Linked DNA regions of Mus musculus: region 2 is linked to region 1. A link is a contact called in public HiChIP or PLAC-seq data. All regions are on one chromosome and are shown on one strand. The core of a region is the stretch at or near the end of the contact, and the rest is flanking DNA. Distances in the headings are between cores, read along the strand shown.

Region 1 (4,627 bases), core at 1,318-3,817:
CAAGCACATCTATGTGCGTCTATAGAACAACACTTAAGACCAGGCCATCTAGGTTTTAGCCAGAGACTCCATGGTACTGTGAGCCAAGGCTGGGAATCAACAGAATCAAGACCAAAATATAGACTTGGTTGTTTTATTTTGAGACAGTATCACTCTGGAACCCTAAATGGCCTGGAGTTTGTTCTGTAGACCAGGCTGGTCTCTATCTCAGAGGTCCACCTGCCTCTGCCTTCCAAATGGTAGGACTAAAGGGGTGAGGCAGCTTAGCAGGCAAGCCTTTTTGTCTGTCCCCTTCTGGCCAGAGCATGTCAGCTTTAACTTACAGTTTGTGGGTCTATGCCAAATTTAGTATACAGAAAGGGGGAGTGTGAGGCAGAGAAGAGGGAAGCAGGGAGAAATAGAAAGACCTAAACTGGCAAAATGATCTCTATGAATCTTCCAACACTGGCATTGAAGTTAAGTGTAAGAGTGCAGAAACTGTAACTAATGAAACAGAGTTTGGTACCCTCCTACTTTAGACTAAATCTTGACCCGATCTTGAGCTGACAGCTGTCCAGCCAACCACTGGATACAGTACCCAATTGTTTGCAGCCAAAATCCAGCAAGTCTGCTTCCTCTAACAACTACTCTGCAGCTCCCCTCCCCCAACTCCTCAAGGCAGAAGTGGACTTGAAGGGGTATGTTTCAGTTCCCTGGCCCCTGTGTGTCTTCCTCTCACAGTCTTGTTCAAAATGTCTAGGGAATTTTCATTTTCCAAAGTTGCTTACCAGAAACAGTTTGGCAGCGTACAGTCTGGGGAGGAAGCTTTAGTCAAATGAGCACAAAGGCATAGAACCCCATGTTGAATTCTTTGTGCATGGGAAAGGGGAGCAAAGGAGCTTTAGTAAAATTGTAGCATAGAAGCTGTCTCCTGGGAGGCTATGCCAGTACCTGGCAAATACAGAAGTGGATGCTCACAGTCATCCATTGGACAGAGCACAGGGTCCCCAATGAAGGAGCCAGAGAAATACCCAGGGAGCTGAAGGGGTCTGAAGCCCCATAGGAGGAACATCAATATGAACTAACCAGTACCCCCAGAGCTCCTTGGAACTAAACCACCAATCAAAGAAAGCACATGGTGGAACTTGTGGCTCTAGCTATATATGTGGCAGAGGATGGCCTAGGCAGTCATCAATGGGAAGAGAGGCCCTTGGTCCTGTGAAGGCTCTATGCCCCAGTATAGGGGAATGCCAGGACCAGGAATGGAGTGGGTGGGTAGGGGGATAGGGGGAGGGGGAGAGGAGGTAGGGGATTTTTGGAGGGGAAAAGAAAATATCTAAGCTGGGCGTGGTGGCGCACGCCTTTAATCCCAGCACTCGAGAGGCAGGCGGATTTCTGAGTTCGAGGCCAGCCTGGTCTACAAAGTGAGCTCCAGGACAGCCAGGGCTATACAGAGAAACCCTGTCTCGAAAAAAACAAAAAAAAGAAAAAAAGAAAAAAATAATAAAATATCTAATAATTTTTTTTTTAAATTGTGGCATAGGCTAAATAAGGAATGGAAATGGGCCCCCAATGGAGGAGCTAGAGAATGTATCCAAGGAGCTAAAGAGATCTGCAACCCTATCGGTGGAACAACATTATGAACTAACCAGTACCCCAGAGCTCTTGACTCTAGCTGCATATGTATCAAAACATGGCCTAGTCGGCCATCACTGGAAAGAGAGGCCCATTGGTCAGGCAAACTTTATATGCCCCAGTACAGGGGAATGCCAGGGCCAAAAAATGGGAAAGGGTGGGTAGGGGAGTGGGGGGGGGGAGGGTGTGGGGGACTTTTGGGATAGCATTGGAAATGTAATTGAGGAAAATACGTAATAAAAAAAAAAGAAAAAAAATTTTAAAAAACAACAAAATTTGCTTTAAAAAGCTTTACACCTGACTCTCAATAATACTCAGATTATGGCAGAATTCAGTGGATGCTTGTATATACTTTAAAATTACTTTCATTTGGTATTATAATTTATACCAAGACAATGAAAAGCTACCTCTTTTTATAATACTGATTTCAGAACGTGAAGCTTGGCTGAGGAGTAAACAGGCAGCAGAGCATCTCTCACAGGGGAGGGATATGAAATGTGAAGGCTTGGGAAAGTTATATTTGGTTTAAAATGGAGGGCCTTTCAAAAAAGTTGAAAAACATGTTTCACTAAAAGACAGTACTCGTGGATTCTAAAGTTAAAGGAGACATGGATAAGTAGAAAGGATATCCTAGAGCCCAGTCTCCTTCTGGTTTTCAATGTTGGTTCCTTAGAGCCCCCTTTCCCAGATTTCTCCTTTGAGGGCTACAGTGTCTGTAGCTCCATCCATATTCTCCTTGATTTTTGGCTCAATTTCAGGGGAGATGGACTACAGCTGGTCTGAAATCGGAAGACAGTGAATTTATTTAAGCTTTCAGGATGACCTATTTGCCTTTCTCCACTGCAATGAATGAAAATACAGACAACAGAATGTTTCACAAGACAGAACGCAAAGAGAATAAGAATGAGAAGTGTGTGATATGTTTTGGCCTTTAAAAAAGAAACATTACAGGCTTTTTTTTTTAAACCTCTGTCATCTGTGATCTATCACCCATTCAGCCAAAATATTTTGGCTTTTTGACTCTGGGAAACCAGTGGGTGGGTAATTTTGGAGAAGCTAAAAGTTAGCAAAATACCAGCAGATGCTAGAGCCAAACAAGAGAATTCTCCTTGGTCCCACAAACTGAGGTATACCCCACTTGCTGCTCTTCAAGACTCCTTTGGAAAAGACTACAAAAACCGAACATATGAGAAAATAACTTATTCCTCTCTAGAGGTGATCTTGCTCATGTCCTAGGCAGTCAGCAATGAAAGGGTCTAGGCAGTGGAGGAAATATTAGCACTATCTTTGAAGCTGTTTGATCTAACTCCAGATCCGTCACTAAATCCAAATCTGTCACTTTGCATCTGGGTAAAGTTTTATGGATCCTTAAGCCTTCTAAGCCTATTTCTCCATTTATGCTAGACATAATAGTACTACTTCATCAAAGTTGTTATACTAACGTCTAACACACTAGACACCTGATTGATAATAAACAGAAAGTGTTCCTCGGTATTGTTCATCTCCCTCAAAGCAGTTTTCCTACTATTGTTACATCTTTGGATGCAGTTTATTTCTCTTAACATTCTAAATTGAGAAGTGCTTATAAATATTGAGGATAATTTACTGGCTGCAGTGTCAGTTTTATCATGCCACCAAGACAGTGGAACTTTGGAATTCCTGAATGAGATGAGTATTGTAGAACATTAGTCAGATTTGTCTTATGCAGATTTCCATTTATTCCTAAAATTTAGTCCAACCCATAACTGTGTATAGAGAATTCTGACTCCCAACAAATAAAATGAGGAAATCAGTTCCTATCTTAAGTCATAGATCATATGGGTCAATAACATTTACATTTATAGAATAAAAAGGTCTAAAGTTTTGTATTCATATACCTTGTGCTCCATTCACTTTTTGTTTTTCTTAGAGCATCGAATTGCCTTTCCCTCCTATGATTGAAGAAAGAAATGTGTGTCTTTCTCTATGACTAAGATCACTTAGTGTCTTAAGCATACAGTTTGTATGTCAAAATGTATGTCCTCCTTTTTTAGGATTTTTTTATTGGTTATTTTATTTATTTACATTTCAAATGTTATCCCCTTTTCAGTTTCCCCTCCACAAACCACCTATCCCAGACCCCCTTACCCCCTGCTTCTATGAGGGTGCTCACCCACACTCCAGCCCACCCACTTTCCCCTCACCATCCTAGCATTTCTCTACACTGGGGCATTGAGCCTTAACAGGACCAAGGGTCTCTCCTCCCATTGATGTCATAGCAGATAAGGCCATCCTCTGCTACATATGCAGCTGGAGCTATGGGACCCTCCATGTGTATTCTTTGGTTGATGGTTTAGTCCCTAGGAGCTCGGGGGTGGGGGTGGGGTCCAGTTGGTTGATATTGTTGTTTTTCCTATGGACTTGCAAACCCCTTCAGCTCCATTCCTTCCCTTAGCTCCTCCACTGGGGACCCCATGCTCAGTCCAATGGTTGGCTGTAAGCATCCACATCTGTATTGGTCAGGCTCTAGCAGAGCCTCTCAGGAGACAGCTGTATCAGGCTCCTATCAGCAAGTACTTCTTGGCATCAGCAATAGTGTCTGGGTTTGGTATCTGCTGATGGGATGGATCCCCAGGTGGGGCAGTCTCTGGATGACCTTTCCTTCAATCTCTGTTCCACTATTTGTCCCTGTATTTCCTTTAGACAGGAGCAATTCTGGATTAAAATTTTTGAGATGAGTGGGTGGCCCCATCCCTCAACTGGAAGCCATGCCTATCCACTGGATATGATCTCTACAGGTTCTCTCTCCCCTTTGTTGGGTATTTCAGCTAATGTCATCCTCACTGGGTCCTGGGAGCCTCTTGCTTTCCTGACATCTAGGACTTTCTGGTGGCTACCCCCAATTTCTCATCTCCTACTGCTACCCTCTTGATACATTTGTTAAAACTTTATAGTTTCTCTTCAAATTTCAAGACCTACAACCATTTATTTAGGTTTTAAGTTAGATCACATTAGTTACAACCCATGACATATT
Region 2 (4,627 bases), core at 923-3,422, 91 kb after region 1:
TAAGACTCTCCCTCCCTCTAGGAATCAAAATGACTTTCAAAACTTAACATAAAAAAGCAGATAACTGCTCTGAGCTGTGTTTACCAATAGACATGTCTGGGTCCTCGCATTGGTGGCCAGGCACAGGCAGCTGTCCCTGACCAGATGTACCATGTACAAAAAGAACCAGCTTTCAGCTGAAAAAACTTGGATGAATTATTCATGTGCTGAGCAATCAGCCAGTGTTAGGAAAGCTCTCACCCTTTGAATTCTGAAATCTGAGGTCTGCTTTGCTTTTTTTTTTTCTTTTTCTTTTTTTTTCCAAATTTTTATTAGGTATTTACTTCATTTACATCTCAAATGCTATCCCAAAAGTCCCCTATACCCTCCTTCCCCACCCCTGCTCCCCTACCCACCCACTCCCACTTCTTGGCCCTGGTGTTTCCCCTGTACTGGGGCATATAAAGTTTGCAAGACTGATGGGCCTCTCTTCCCAATGATGGCCGACTAGGCCATCTTCTGCTACATATGCAGCTAGAGACACGAGCTCTGGGGGTACTGGTTAGTTCTTATTGTTGTTCTTCCTATAGGGTTGCAGACCCCTTCAGCTCCTTGGGTACTTTCTCTAGCTCCTCCATTGGGGGTCCTGTGTTCTATCCAATAGCTGACTGTGAGCATCCACTTCTGTGTTTGTCAGGCACTGGCATAGCCTCCTCCCCCCTTCACTTTTCAGTTGCTGCACAGGACCCACAGAGCCACTATGGAATCTGGCAGGTCATCTGTGCTGAAACCCAGGGTTTCTGCTTATTTGCAGTTTGACACCAAATAAGTAACTTTTTACCTCTTATGGTTTTATCATCTGGAAAATGGAAATGATTCATCATGGGGTTGTTGGAGAGGTTATACCAGATCACACAGGAAACATCAGGAAAATGTGTAGGAACAGTGGCTGCCAAGTGCTTCTTTCCATATAGTGAGGACGGTGGTGTAAAAGTAAAGATGTTCTTTGTATCTATAAAACAAGATAAACAGGATGTGATTTAAATATCTACCATTTTTAGAAAGCTTTCCTGTCAGCAAACCCTTCTGTAGTCTCATTTGAAACAAAAATGAAGTGACAAGGGGCAACTGACGTTATTTCTGTTGCACAAGGAGGAACAGGGAGATTTTGGAACAGAGACCTAAAAGCAGAGGTGCTGGGGCTAAGTCCCAAGGCTTTTACGCATCCTCAGACTATGTTTGCTAACTCCTCATTTGTTCTAACTCTTCACAGGCAAGTCTGGCATAGCTGCTTCTAAGTCACAAAATAGCCAGCCAGAAGGAAGAGCAGCAGGACGTTTATAAATCACTGACAACTGATTATTTTATAAGTGTAGTGATATTATAAAAGTGGCCTCTGACAGCTAAATTAGCAAACTAACATGGTCTGTCTCCAACTAGCCAGCAAGCCACTATGAATGAATTGGAGCTCAGGGAGTTTAGCTCACCAAAGTCCTATTTTGTAACTGGTAAAGATTTAGAAATAGGGCCAAAGCCTCTTCTATATTCTCTCCATGGAATTAGCTTTTCCTTTATCCTTTACCCCTTGGCAAGAGTTTTGTGACAATAGTTAGCCTAATTCTGTGGAATGAAATCCCAGAGTTCTAGATGTTTTCTTCTTCCACCTTTTCTCTACTAAAAAATATTTGATGAGGCTGCTCCCCAAAATCTGTTTTATAAATATTTAAGCTTCCAGTAATCCTTGAGTTTCCTATCTCTCTAGCAGACTATTTCAAGCCTTGGTTTTCATCTGGGGTCAGACAACACTCATAGGAATGCTTTGAGGAAATATGCAGCATCCTATGGAAGAATGTCAGTGGGGGGTCTTCAAACAGCTCATCCGTCTCTAGACCACCTATTCCTGCTAGACAGCAGAAAGAGCTGTGGGAGAGCTGCTGTCCACACAGATGCCTTCTGACAACCTTGTCCTCCCCTGCCACCCCATGATGAAAGTGGGTAGGAGAGTGAAAAATTAGGATAGAATAAGGCAGGGGAGAAATATTTCCCTTCTCATATGCCTGAGAGGCCTTTTCTTCCCTGTTCCCTCTCCCACCTTTTGGTGTTGTTTCTCTGAACTTAGATTCACAGCTTCTCTTGGGACCCTTCTTGGAAGCTGAGAGCCAGTGTGGGAGGCAAGAAGCAGAATCTCCCCAGACTACAACCCAGCTGTTGAGGAGCAAAGCAAAGAACAGGGTGGAGACTGACTCAAGCCCCAGGCCAGAGGTGGAGGCTGCTTTCTGAATCACCCACCCTTTTTTTTTTCCACTGAGACAATGAGGAAAATAAACATCCAGACCAGTTTCCAGCCAGCTCTGAAATTCCTGTTCCCTTTAAAAAAAAAAAAAAGTGTTATTACGAGCAGTTCTGAAGAATTAGATCTCCTTCATTATTATTATTTGTTTTTGTTGTTTGCAACTTGGTCTAGTCACCCAAAAAAAAAACAGGTCTTGAATTGAATATGAGCTACATAAATCTTCATAGAACTCTCTGTAGCCCTGACCTTCAGGAAAGTCCAGACTCTGGAGGAGGAAAAGGTGACTGGGAAAAACATGACCCCTTTCTCCATTCTAAGACTTGATCCGTCTTCCTGTTCTGTCTATTTATACGAGACACTCCCCCTCACCTCCCTAGCCAACCAGCATAGATTAAGTCTAGTGTTACCTGCCAAAACCCACAGACTGGGGAGTAGGAGCAGTCTGGTCCTGAGTTCTCAACTTTGGAAAGCTCGCAGATGTGTCTTGAGACTCCCGGCACCCACCCCTCCTGTTTTGTTGCTGTTCATGGATGACTTCCGATTACCCATTGTGAAGAAAGGTAGTAGTGATTTGTTGAAATTACCAGAGTACATTCCAAAATTCTGTATAACTTCAATTTTGGACTTATAATAATGGTAGAACTAGAATTTTGTGTTTAGTGGAAGAGGCGTTTGTATTAAAAGGTTGTCTTAGATCCCTGAAAATCTTAAGTCTGATTAAATATCCAGTCATAGTTATTCTTTTTTAATTAGATATTTTTTATTTACATTTCAAATGTCCCCTTTCCTAGTTTCCCCTCTGAGAATCCCCTATCCTCTCCCCCCACCCAATCCCCTGCTCCCCAACCTACCCACTCCTGCTTCCTGGCCCAGGTATGCCCCTATACTGGGACAAAGAACCTTTACAGGACCAAGGGCCTCTCTTCCCATTGATGACCGACTAGGCCATCCTCTGCTACATATGCAGTTAGAGCCACGAGTCCCTCCGTCTGTTTTATTTGATTAGTGGTTTAGTCCCAGGGAGCTCTGAGGTTACTGATTAGTTCATATTGTTGTTCCTCCTAGGGGGCTGCAAACACCTTCAGCTCCTTGGGTACTTTTCTTTAGCTCCTTCATTGGGGACCTTGTGCTCCATCTAATGGATGGCTGTGAGCATCCACTTCTGTATTTGTCAGGCACTGGCAGAGCCCCTCAGGAGACAGCTATATCAGGTTCCTGTCAGCAAGCTCTTGTTGGCATCTGCAATAGTGTCTGGGTTTAGTGGTTGTTTATGGGATGGATCCCCAGGTGGGGCAGTCCCTGGATGGTCATTCCTTCAGTCTCTGCTCCAAACTTTATCTCTGTTATTCTTAAGATGCTGAATGCTACAAAGCCTATAGATATAGTCATTTCTCCAAGATCTAAATTGAGAGACAAAGTCTCAATTTTAGATTTCAACTTTGTTACTTATTCAATGTGTAGATCTTATGAGATCTTCAACATTAAACTTGAAGTAATTTTAAACATTGGGTTTTTTTAATTACTTTTTTTACACTCCATATTTTATTCCCTCCCCCAGTCTACCCTCTGACTGTTCCACATCCCCTACCTCCTCCCTACCCCCTGTCTCCACGTGGATGTCCCCACCCCCCACCCTGCCTGACCTCTAAACTCCCTGGAACCTCCAGTCTCTTGGGGTTAGGTGCATCATCTCTGAATGAACACAGACCCGGAAGTCCTCTGCTTTATGTGTTGGGGGGACTCATATCATGTGGTGTATGTTGTGTGTTTGGTAGTCCAGTGTTTGAGAGTTCTCAGGGGTCCAGATTAACTGAGACTGCTAGTCCTCCTATGGGGTCACCCTCCTACTCAGCTTCTTTCAGCCTTCCCTAATTCAACAACAGGGGTCAGCAGCTTCTGTTCATTGGTTAGGTGCAAATATCTGCATCTGACTCTTTCAGCTGCTTGTTGGGTCTTTCAGAGAGCAATCATGATAGATCCCTTTTTGTGAGCACTGCATAGCATCAGGAATAGTGTCAGGCCTTGGAACCTCCCCTTGAGCTGGATTCCACTTTGGGCCTTCTTTTCCTCAGGCTCCTCTCCATTTCCATCCCTGTAATTCTTCCAGACAGGCACAATTATGGGTCAGAGATGTGACTGTGAGATGGCAACCCCATCCCTCACTTGATGTCCTGTCTTCCTGCTGCAGGTGGGCTCTATAAGTTCCTCTCCCTACTGTCAGGCATTTCATCTAAGGTCCCTCCCTTTGAGTTCTGAGAGTCTCTTACCTCCCAGGTCTCTGGTGCATTCTGGAGGGTCCTGTTTTCCAAGGTTGCCTGTTCCCATTCTTTCTGCTTTTCCTCAGGGCTTCAGTCC

What was found. HiChIP or PLAC-seq counts read pairs in DNA pulled down with a chosen protein or histone mark.
Region 2: a contact with region 1 is called in an H3K27ac HiChIP or PLAC-seq map of heart atrium, with 13 read pairs. The contact joins two enhancer-like sites. A contact is called at or near these places in 1 of 484 Hi-C or Micro-C datasets (cochlea) and 4 of 115 datasets of contacts at active chromatin or transcription factors (bone marrow-derived macrophages, heart atrium, microglia and 1 more).

Annotation. Positions count from the first base shown.
Region 1 is chr7:97,154,649-97,159,275 of GRCm38.p6, forward strand. The region is part of intron 1 of Gab2 (growth factor receptor bound protein 2-associated protein 2); the gene reads left to right. Among named protein-coding and RNA genes, the nearest start is that of Gab2, 75 kb to the left of the region's middle. Within about 2 kb of position 2,568, at least 5 of the 459 cell types and tissues checked have an H3K27ac peak or open chromatin away from gene starts, as enhancers often do. A contact at or near this core is called in heart atrium, where this site is marked.
Region 2 is chr7:97,245,674-97,250,300 of GRCm38.p6, forward strand. All of the region lies in intron 2 of Gab2 (growth factor receptor bound protein 2-associated protein 2), which reads left to right. Among named protein-coding and RNA genes, the nearest start is that of Usp35, 84 kb to the right of the region's middle. Within about 2 kb of position 2,173, at least 52 of the 459 cell types and tissues checked have an H3K27ac peak or open chromatin away from gene starts, as enhancers often do. A contact at or near this core is called in heart atrium, where this site is marked.